Regions from separate parts of the Mus musculus genome. Here all the other regions are linked to region 1. Evidence: chromatin contacts called from public HiChIP or PLAC-seq and promoter capture Hi-C data. All regions are on one chromosome and are shown on one strand. The core of a region is the stretch at or near the end of the contact, and the rest is flanking DNA. Distances in the headings are between cores, read along the strand shown.

Evidence for each region. HiChIP or PLAC-seq counts read pairs in DNA pulled down with a chosen protein or histone mark. Capture Hi-C pulls out chosen DNA fragments and counts their contacts.
Region 2: an RNA polymerase II HiChIP or PLAC-seq map of embryonic stem cells shows a contact between it and region 1, with 10 read pairs. The contact joins the enhancer-like site here to the promoter of Il12a in region 1. A contact is called at or near these places in 3 of 484 Hi-C or Micro-C datasets (the HL-1 cell line, the N1E-115 cell line and olfactory sensory neurons) and 7 of 115 datasets of contacts at active chromatin or transcription factors (embryonic forebrain, embryonic midbrain, embryonic stem cells and 2 more).
Region 3: a contact with region 1 is called in a promoter capture Hi-C map of adipose tissue. The contact joins the promoter of 1110032F04Rik here to the promoter of Il12a in region 1. A contact is called at or near these places in 3 of 39 promoter capture datasets (embryonic stem cells, neural stem cells and stem cell-derived epiblast-like cells), 1 of 484 Hi-C or Micro-C datasets (nephron progenitors), 3 of 115 datasets of contacts at active chromatin or transcription factors (embryonic stem cells and stem cell-derived neural progenitor cells) and 3 of 9 other capture datasets (adipose tissue, liver and pancreatic islet).

Annotation. Positions count from the first base shown.
Region 1 is chr3:68,690,062-68,692,874 of GRCm38.p6, forward strand. Il12a (interleukin 12a) reads left to right here and starts at 1,363. Exons shown (of 7, transcript NM_008351.3): 1 at 1,363-1,505; 2 at 1,962-2,095. The coding sequence starts at 1,490.
Region 2 is chr3:68,487,030-68,489,842 of GRCm38.p6, forward strand. The region is part of intron 4 of Iqschfp (Iqcj and Schip1 fusion protein); the gene reads left to right. All of the region lies in intron 1 of Schip1 (schwannomin interacting protein 1), which reads left to right. Among named protein-coding and RNA genes, the nearest start is that of Gm22073, 59 kb to the right of the region's middle. Within about 2 kb of position 1,457, at least 25 of the 459 cell types and tissues checked have an H3K27ac peak or open chromatin away from gene starts, as enhancers often do. A contact at or near this core is called in embryonic stem cells, where this site is marked.
Region 3 is chr3:68,868,244-68,871,056 of GRCm38.p6, forward strand. 1110032F04Rik (RIKEN cDNA 1110032F04 gene) reads left to right here and starts at 1,343. Exons shown (of 1, transcript NM_001167996.1): 1 at 1,343-2,813. The coding sequence starts at 1,465. The coding sequence ends at 2,208.

The DNA of each region.
Region 1 (2,813 bases), core at 113-2,612:
ACATCAGTAATTCTAATCATCCATTGTCCCTTGTCCCCAGTTCACAGCCACAGGGACCTCACTGATCAGAGCTGCTATGGTGTCCTTCTTATTGGCTTGGCTTCGCCCTTTTCAACAGAGGTCCACCCTGCTGAGTAAGTGCTCACTGATCTCTTCTGTCCAGGCTTTAGTGGACTTCAGAAGGAAGAGGCACCGGCTCTTCTCTCCCGTGCTCCCAAAGGCTTGTGGTTATGGAGATGGTTGCCTCAATAGGAGGTGGGCTCTGACAGCTGGATGGGTCTGGGGGAAGCCAGACACATGGCAGGCTCCAAGTCAATGACCAAGCAGGGCCTCCTCTCTCTGCACACCCAGTGAGGCTGTCTTGGGGTAGAAAGGAGTTAAGTTCCAAGGAATCTCCTACCCCAAACCTCCAAATTACAGCTTGTCATTGCAAGCTTCGAACTCTCACACTTTCTTTGCAGGAGCTGGGACTACGCTCAATCAGCCTGGGGAGTTATCAGGTGTTAGCCTGTTACCCCACTGGGAATCCCTTCAGCCACCTTTGTTCTCCATCTTGAATGGAGCCATGGGTTGGCCATATCCTGCCACCTACTCCCTTGGATCTGAGCTGGACCCTTGCATCTGGCGTCTACACTGCTGCTGAAATCTTCTCACCGTGCACATCCAAGGATATCTCTATGGTAAAAGTCCAGAAAGGCTAAAGATGTTGTCCACAATCTCTCGGCAATGACCAGATATATCCCCACCAGTATCACAACTTGCAACGCGCTCCGTTCCCATCTGCCCTCTGCCTCCCTACTGTGTTGATTCCCATTTCCAAAACTAGCTCAGAATGCATCCCACTGGCAGCCAGGCAATGCCTTCTTGCAGATCTGGAGGCTTCAGGAGCCTTTGCTGCCTCTTAGGCTCCTGCAGAGAGATGGCCTTGCTCTCTCTGGGCCCTTTTCCCCCAAGATGCTGTGCAGTCGTCTCACTAAATCAAAACTGCCAGAACTGAGTTTTAAGCGATATATAGCCACCACATCTATTTTGTTCCTTTATACTTTCAAAGTAGGACAGATTCGCAAAATACATTGAGTCAGACTCAGTGTCCACGATGGAGAGACGAGTGGGTAGCTTGTGCTTCTTTAGAAGGGGCACTGGGCAGCGTGTTAGGGCTAGGGGGTAGTGGGGCAGGACAGACCTGTCCCGGGACAAGAGTGGCTACTCGCAGGCCGGTTTTGCTTTCGCTCTGAGTGTGGTGGGCGGTGGGACGGTCCCGAATCTCCTCAAACGGGCACTCCGAGAGTTAATTCGAAAGCGCCACCAGCCTTGGGGGCGATCGACGCACTTGTCCTTGAGATGTAGAGACAGAGAGAGAAAGCAAGAGACACAGTCCTGGGAAAGTCCTGCCGGCTATCCAGACAATTATAAAAATGTGTCTCCCAAGGTCAGCGTTCCAACAGCCTCACCCTCGGCATCCAGCAGCTCCTCTCAGTGCCGGTCCAGCATGTGTCAATCACGCTGTAAGTACCTGAGGGCCGGGACCAGGGTGACTTGATGAGAGGAGAAGGCTTGAGAAAGAACAGACAGAAGCCCTGGACCCATTAAGGGAGACTAAAGGGCTGCCAGCAACTGCAGGCCAAGGGAAGGAAGAGGGGAAAGATGGTCGTGCTAGATTGCGCTGCACCGAGCATGGTCTCATTATAGAACAACCCTGGGGGCTACGGCTATGCCCGTTTCACAGAAGAGAACTAAAGCCCAGCCTTGAAACCAATGTAAGGAAAATGCAGGTCTCAGGCAGTCCCCAAACAAGATCTGGGAGGTCTTGCTTCATCTGTCAGCCCCGGGGAAGGGCTTAAATTATGTGTGGAGGGAGGTCAGTACCCAGAATGGATGGAAAAAATTGCCAGAATGGCTGAAGAAAGAGGCAGGTCAAAACCAAGTTGACAAGCTCCACCTGCCCTTTGTTTCCCTTCCAGACCTCCTCTTTTTGGCCACCCTTGCCCTCCTAAACCACCTCAGTTTGGCCAGGGTCATTCCAGTCTCTGGACCTGCCAGGTGTCTTAGCCAGTCCCGAAACCTGCTGAAGACCACAGATGACATGGTGAAGACGGTGAGTTTCTCCTGTCCTTCTGGCTTCAAAGTTCCGCTGTTGACATGACTTCTAACCTATCTGGTATCTGCTGGGAAGTTTATGGTATCTGGCAGGAACCGTAGAGGGTTTCAAGACTTCTAAATATAATCTAAAGGAAACTGTGTCTCTAGAGAAAGGAAGAATGGTAATAAATTGTAACGGCATCGGTTTAGGCTGTGTCTACACAGAGGAAAGTGGGGACTTGCAATGTCCCTCCCAGCCTGCCTGCCTGTGTGACACAGTGTCAGGTGCTCCCTGCTTCTGCTTCAGGGCAGGTGGAACAGGGAGACAGTCTCTAGGTACACTCTCTGTGCTTCACAAGCCATAGAGATGAATTAGATTGTCTCTCCCCCTGCTCACCAGTGTCCAGCACTGTGATGCAGTCCCTTGTCGGATGGACACATGTCAGGGAGGACTCAGACATCAGATAGCAAGCAGGTCCAGCCTCCAGTTTTCTGGGGCAAGTGTGATCCAGTTTTAGTCACGGCTCCACTCATTTTTCTCAGGTTTCATGTTTGAATGCAAAATAGCCTTTTCCGTTGTAAAATTGCCACGGTTTCCTCTCGCTTTGGGGACAAAGCTACAGCAAAATGCTAATGTGTTTGAGATATCCTGCAGCTGCTAGGGCTGGAGATCCAGTAGAATTCTGGCTTAATTATGAATGGGTCTCCCGGGTTCTATCCCCCAACAGAGCGTG
Region 2 (2,813 bases), core at 207-2,706, 200 kb before region 1:
GGATTTGAACTCTGGACCTTCGGAAGAGCAGTCGGGTGCTCTTACCCACTAAGCCATCTCACCAGCCCTTAAGATGATTTCTTATATTCTTTATGTTTTCTAATTATTTGTGTATGATGAGTGTGCATGTGCCATGATATATGTGTGGAGGTTAGAGGGCAACTTTATGGGGTTGGTTCTCTCTTTCTACCTCTACACGAGCAGAAACGGGCTGTCAGGCTTACACAGCAAATTCTTATACCTGATGAGCTATCTCTGGCTGGCCCAAGAGATGAGTTTTAAATAGACATTCTATTAAAATATAGCACAATCAATGGGAGGGGGGATAAAATCTTAGATATTCTGAATATCTATCTCTATAATGTATACACAGATAAGCTACTAAGTGAAAACTGACTATTGGTAGGGGTACCGTGTACCCAAGAGAATCCACCTCACCTGTTAGCAGACATACATTAATGCAGGAATTGAACTTGGAATATTTTTCTTTTGAACTTTTTATTGATTCTTGGTGAATTTCACATCACACACCCAAATCCCACTCATCTCCCTGTCCCCTTAATATCTGTCCTCTGCCCTTGCAACACCCCCCCCCCCAAAGGAAACTGAAATAGAATAAAAAATTCTTGTTGTGGAAGCTGTGGTGTGTCACACAGTATACTCTTTTGTCCACACATCTTACTTGCAAATGTTCATTGCAATGAGCCACTGGTTTGTTTTGAGGCCTCTGGCTTCTGCTATACCGTCAATACTGCATTCTCATCAGACCTCCTCTCAGACATCCCATTGTTGTTCAGTGTCAGGGAGATCCTGCAGTCTGCACAACTGACCCCTTCAGTACTCCAGCAGATCATCTATGGGAGTAGATGTTGGGGTAAGCCAACTCAGAGCCCTGGATCTGGGCCTGGGCCATAGCTGAGTTGGTCATTCTGCCCTCTCTCCTGAGCCTGCAGTACCATAGAGAACTCTTCAGCATCTCCTGAATCTTGCAGCCAGCAAGGGGCCAGTTAGCTCTCCTGCTCTCCATGTTCTCAAGGCCAGCTTACCTGTGCCTTAGCCACCAGGGCTAGTTCTGTGCTGCCCAGGTGAGGTGCAGGGCCCACTCTCCTGGGTGCTAGAGCTGGCAAGGGGAGGGACCAGCCCTCCTGCTGTCATGACTTCAGAGCCAACTCTCCAGCCTGCTGCCTGCCACAACAAGGGGCAAAGGGGTCGGGGTGGGGCAGACGCGGCATCTTTTGATAAGGAAGGTGATAAAAAGACTGAGAGACATTATTTGCATTCCATTTCCCATCTTTTCTAGGATGAAATCCATAGGGTCTCTAGACTGGAAGAAGCCTGTTTTCTTCCAGACATTAAACCAACCCCTACTATTTGCCAAATGCCTTCAACAGGCAGTCCGCCCTCTTTCATCTGCAAATTGTGGTCATAAAGTTGTTTAGAGACTGGGCTGGAAACAAGATCCAGATGTTCTACGTCTAGGACACTTTGTCCTACAGAGCGGTTCAGTATCCCCAGAGCTACACACAGGTGATGAAACAGCAGAACATCTGTGTCCTGTGTGTGACTTGCATGGAATTCACACAATAAAGATGAAACAAGCCCTTCGATAGCCACCTCCGTGTTAGTATAGCAGCCACAATATAAAGAACATTCAGTGTCAGGGCTAATTATTTGAACTAGCTTAGAGAAATTTCTGCAAATAATCCTTTTTTTTCCACCCTTCTCATACCCATTCCAACACATGTATATCAAACAGGTCCTTTCTCAGATACTGCCTTAACAAATTAAAATCCTGGAAACAGCACTAGCTACTTTTCCCTGAGGGGTGTGGCCATCTCAGCCACACTGTTTTATTGTGGATCCAGTTTCCTACCTGTGACAAATAAAAACCCAAGCTGATCTTAAAGGAATGTTTTGAGAGGGGAGACAGGGGAGGAACTTAACACATTAGCAGGCAGCAACATGATATTTTCTTTCCTGAAGTGTCTATACTTTTCCTTTAAAACTTGTTTGATTTTTCAAGATGGGGTTTTTCTATATAGCTCTTGCTGTCCTCGAACTTGCTCCATAGACCAGGCTGGCCTCCAACTCAGAGATCCACCCGTCTGCCTAGAGTGCTGGAATCTAGGGTGTGCACCACCACTACCAGTCAGCTTTTTGTTTTTATTTAAGATTTCTTCATTATGTGTAGGAGTACTCTATTTGCATATGCACCTTCATGACAGAAGAGAGCATTAGACTGAATTATAAATGATCCCAAGCTACTATGTGGGTGCTAGGAATTGAACTCAGGACCTCTGGAAGAGCACCCAATGCTCTTAACCACTGAGCCATCTCTCCAGCCCCACCTGTCAACATTTTTAAAAATTTGTTTATTTGTGTGTGTTTTGCCTGCACATATGTATGCAGGTGTACCATGCTCTTGAAGGCCAGAAATGAGTGAGTGGAGTTAAAAATATTGTGAGCAGCCATGTGGATGCTGCAAATAGAACACATCTCTCTGGCCCCTATACTCTTTTTTTTTTTTTTTTTTTTTTTTTTTTTTTTACAACTTAAGATCCTAATTTGTTGAATACTGCTGAACTTAACAGGCCAGGGACTGTGCTAGCTAGCTGCCTCACACACACAGACATACATACTGCCCACACGGTGATTCCAAGTAGGAGACAGAGCTAGACTGAGGATGCTGCAAGGAGACTCTTTCTGACATTTTCCCCCACGTGGGACCAAGATCTACTAACCTTGTAGATGAAAGAGTAAGAATAAAAATTCTAAACCCAAACTACCCAGCGTCAAGTCCTGGCCCAGCTGCC
Region 3 (2,813 bases), core at 93-2,592, 180 kb after region 1:
AGAAAGCATCGTCGTTTTGAAGTTCAAGCAAAGCATGGTGTTCCCACCAAAAGAAGAACCAGAAGACTTTGCACTTAAGCTGGCCCATGGTTGACCTCCATTAACCCCACCCCATTCTGCTTGCTCTCCTCCTCTCTTCAGAAGAGAAAGCCTGGGTCATAGCTGAGTCTGTTCGGGCACTGTATGTCCTTTTACTTATTTTCTCACACCAACCTTGAAAATTCCCTATTAGTTTTCCTCGTCAGTGAGTCCTTCTGTGTAAGTGTGTCTGTTTTATACTGCCTCAACCAAAGCAGCTTTCTCAGGGGCTCCACCACCCAACAGATATATGCCCAAAGGGTCTGGATGCGCTGAGCTTTCCTCCAGGGGTGGGTGACATGAAGGGAAACGGACCCAAGTACTATTTGGAAACAAAGTACTTGTTTCCTTTAAAGTCAGATTTTGCAAACAAGAATAACCTTGAAAAAGACCTTCAGATCGCGCTCAGGAACTTGGCCAACCACTTACTGCTCCCCTCCGCCTTCCTACATAGGCTATTTATGCTGCAGGAGGGAGCCCCTGCACCCCACAATTCTGCTGTCCTCTTTGAGTACAGGAAAGCCGAGGGCTGGGTCAGGTGAGTCTCTGAGAACTAAAGGTCTTCTTTCTTCTCCTTGGTGAGCAGGGTCACCTCAACAGAGTGCTTCTCGGTCCCTCTGGGGCTACCTCTGTGGCTGTAACTTGAGCCTCTCCAAAGAATTCTTACCTGTTCTGGAGTTTCTTAGGGTCCGCGCTCCCCAACAACCTGGACCTACCTGTCAGCAGAACTATCCAGCAATTCCCACCCTAGAACCTTAGGGCAGCAATGGGGCTGCACTGGCCATTAATGGCCATCATTCATTTTTAATCAGAAAGATCACAAGAAAGATGGTAAGCGGAACCCGGTCCGAGTCAATTTAAATAATATTCCCGGGGAAATCCAATCACTTAAAACTGAGACACCTACGCTAGTGAGAGAGCGCGCCCCGCCCGTCTGGCGAGGAAGAGCGCGCCGGCTGAATTAATCAAGATCAAGGGGCTCCGGGGCTGAGAGCTCAGCCTTAACCCTTCCAGCGCCGCGGGGTACCCAGGTGCCGGAAGAAGAGCGCGGCGGGCAACGGCCGAGATGCCCAGAGAGACCCAGCGCAGGCCGGCTCTGTTCATCTCCGCGGCTCCGCACGCTTCTCCCGGGACCCTGGCGCCCAGGCGCTACGGCTCGAGGTCACAGGCTCCCGAGGCGGCGACAGCGGTGAGCAGCAGCCGCCTCCCGCAGCCTCGGCGCGCCCCGGGCTCCTCCTCCCGCCCCAGCGTGGCCAAGTGAGCACCGCTCGGGCCGCAGGTAGCCGGGGCGCGGGAGGCGGCGCGCGCGGGACCCATCGCAGCGCCGGGGCCAGACGGAGCTCCGAGCCTCGCGGTCCCGGACGCCAGCGGAGATCTGCGCCGGCCATGTGGGGTCCCGGGGTCACCGCCGAGGGCCTGTCGGTGGCTCCAGCGCCACCGCCGCTGCTGCCGCTGCTGCTGCTGTTGGCGCTGGCGTTGGTGGCGCCCTCGCGGGGCGGCGGGGGCTGCGCGGAGCTGGCGTGCGGTGAGCGGGAGCGCTGCTGCGACTCGGCCAACGCCACGGCCGTGCGCTGCTGCAAGCTGCCGCTCCACGCCTTTCTGGACAACGTGGGCTGGTTCGTCCGCAAGCTCTCTGGGCTGCTCATCCTGCTGGTGCTCTTCGCCATCGGCTACTTCCTGCAGCGCATCATCTGCCCCAGCCCACGCAGGTACCCGCGTGGCCAGGCGCGACCTGGCCAGGCACGACCCGGGCCTCCCGGGGGTGCGGGACCGCCGGGGACGGCGGGGCCACCCGACGACGACGACGACTCGCCCGCTCTGCTGCGCGACGAGGTGGCCGCGGGCTCGCAGGACTCACTGTTGGATAGTGGCGGTGGTCGGGGCCGAGGAAGTGGCGGACGCCTGCCTCCCTCCTGCGTTTCGGAGCACGAGCTGCACGTGGTGTCACCGGTGTTTCTCCAGCTGCCCAGCTACGAGGAGGTCAAGTACCTGCCCACCTATGAGGAGTCCATGCGGCTGCAGCAGCTCAGCCCAGCGGAGGTCGTGCTGCCCGTGTCGGTGCTCGGCCGCCCGCGAGGCGGCAGTGCCGGGGACTCCGACGGCGGCCAGGTCCGTTTCCCGCTCATCTGAGTTCAGGGAGCCTCATGGGGATCGCCCGGATCCTACAAGGTTGGGGGCTGCGGGTGGCACGCAACAGCTGGTGTGTTGGCGGCCGCCACTGACTGCCTCTGACCACACCTAGCATCCCCGTACAACCTGTAGCCCCGCGCCTGGGTTGGGGTCAGTCCCCTCCCTCTCGCTTCCCGGGGAATCTGTGGTTTTCTATGTTTCTTTGGGCTCAAGGCTGGGCAGCTCGGCGGGGCAATGGCTTAGGACTAGCCCCCAGCTCTTCTTGGACGGTCGTCCCCGCCCTCTGCCATGCCTCCCCTTGTGTTCACTGTAAGTGCCTGCTTCTCCAATCCAAAAGAACAGGTAAACCGTTTGGTGTGTTTAGAGACCAGCGGCTTGCTTTACTGTTGTTAAAAGGGAAGGAGCATAGGTCCATTCCTTGCTCTCCTGCTTGGACCGGTCACGGTCTCCCAGGACATAATGGTGAGGAGCCTTTGGCTCTGGACCACGACCAGTGACTGCTGCATGCAGTCTGTAGAAGCAGCGCTTGACTGTGATGCGATCCCTTGAAAAGGACCCAGAAAACCCTTTGGTGTCTTCCTGGCTCACAGTTTTGTTGGGGAAGG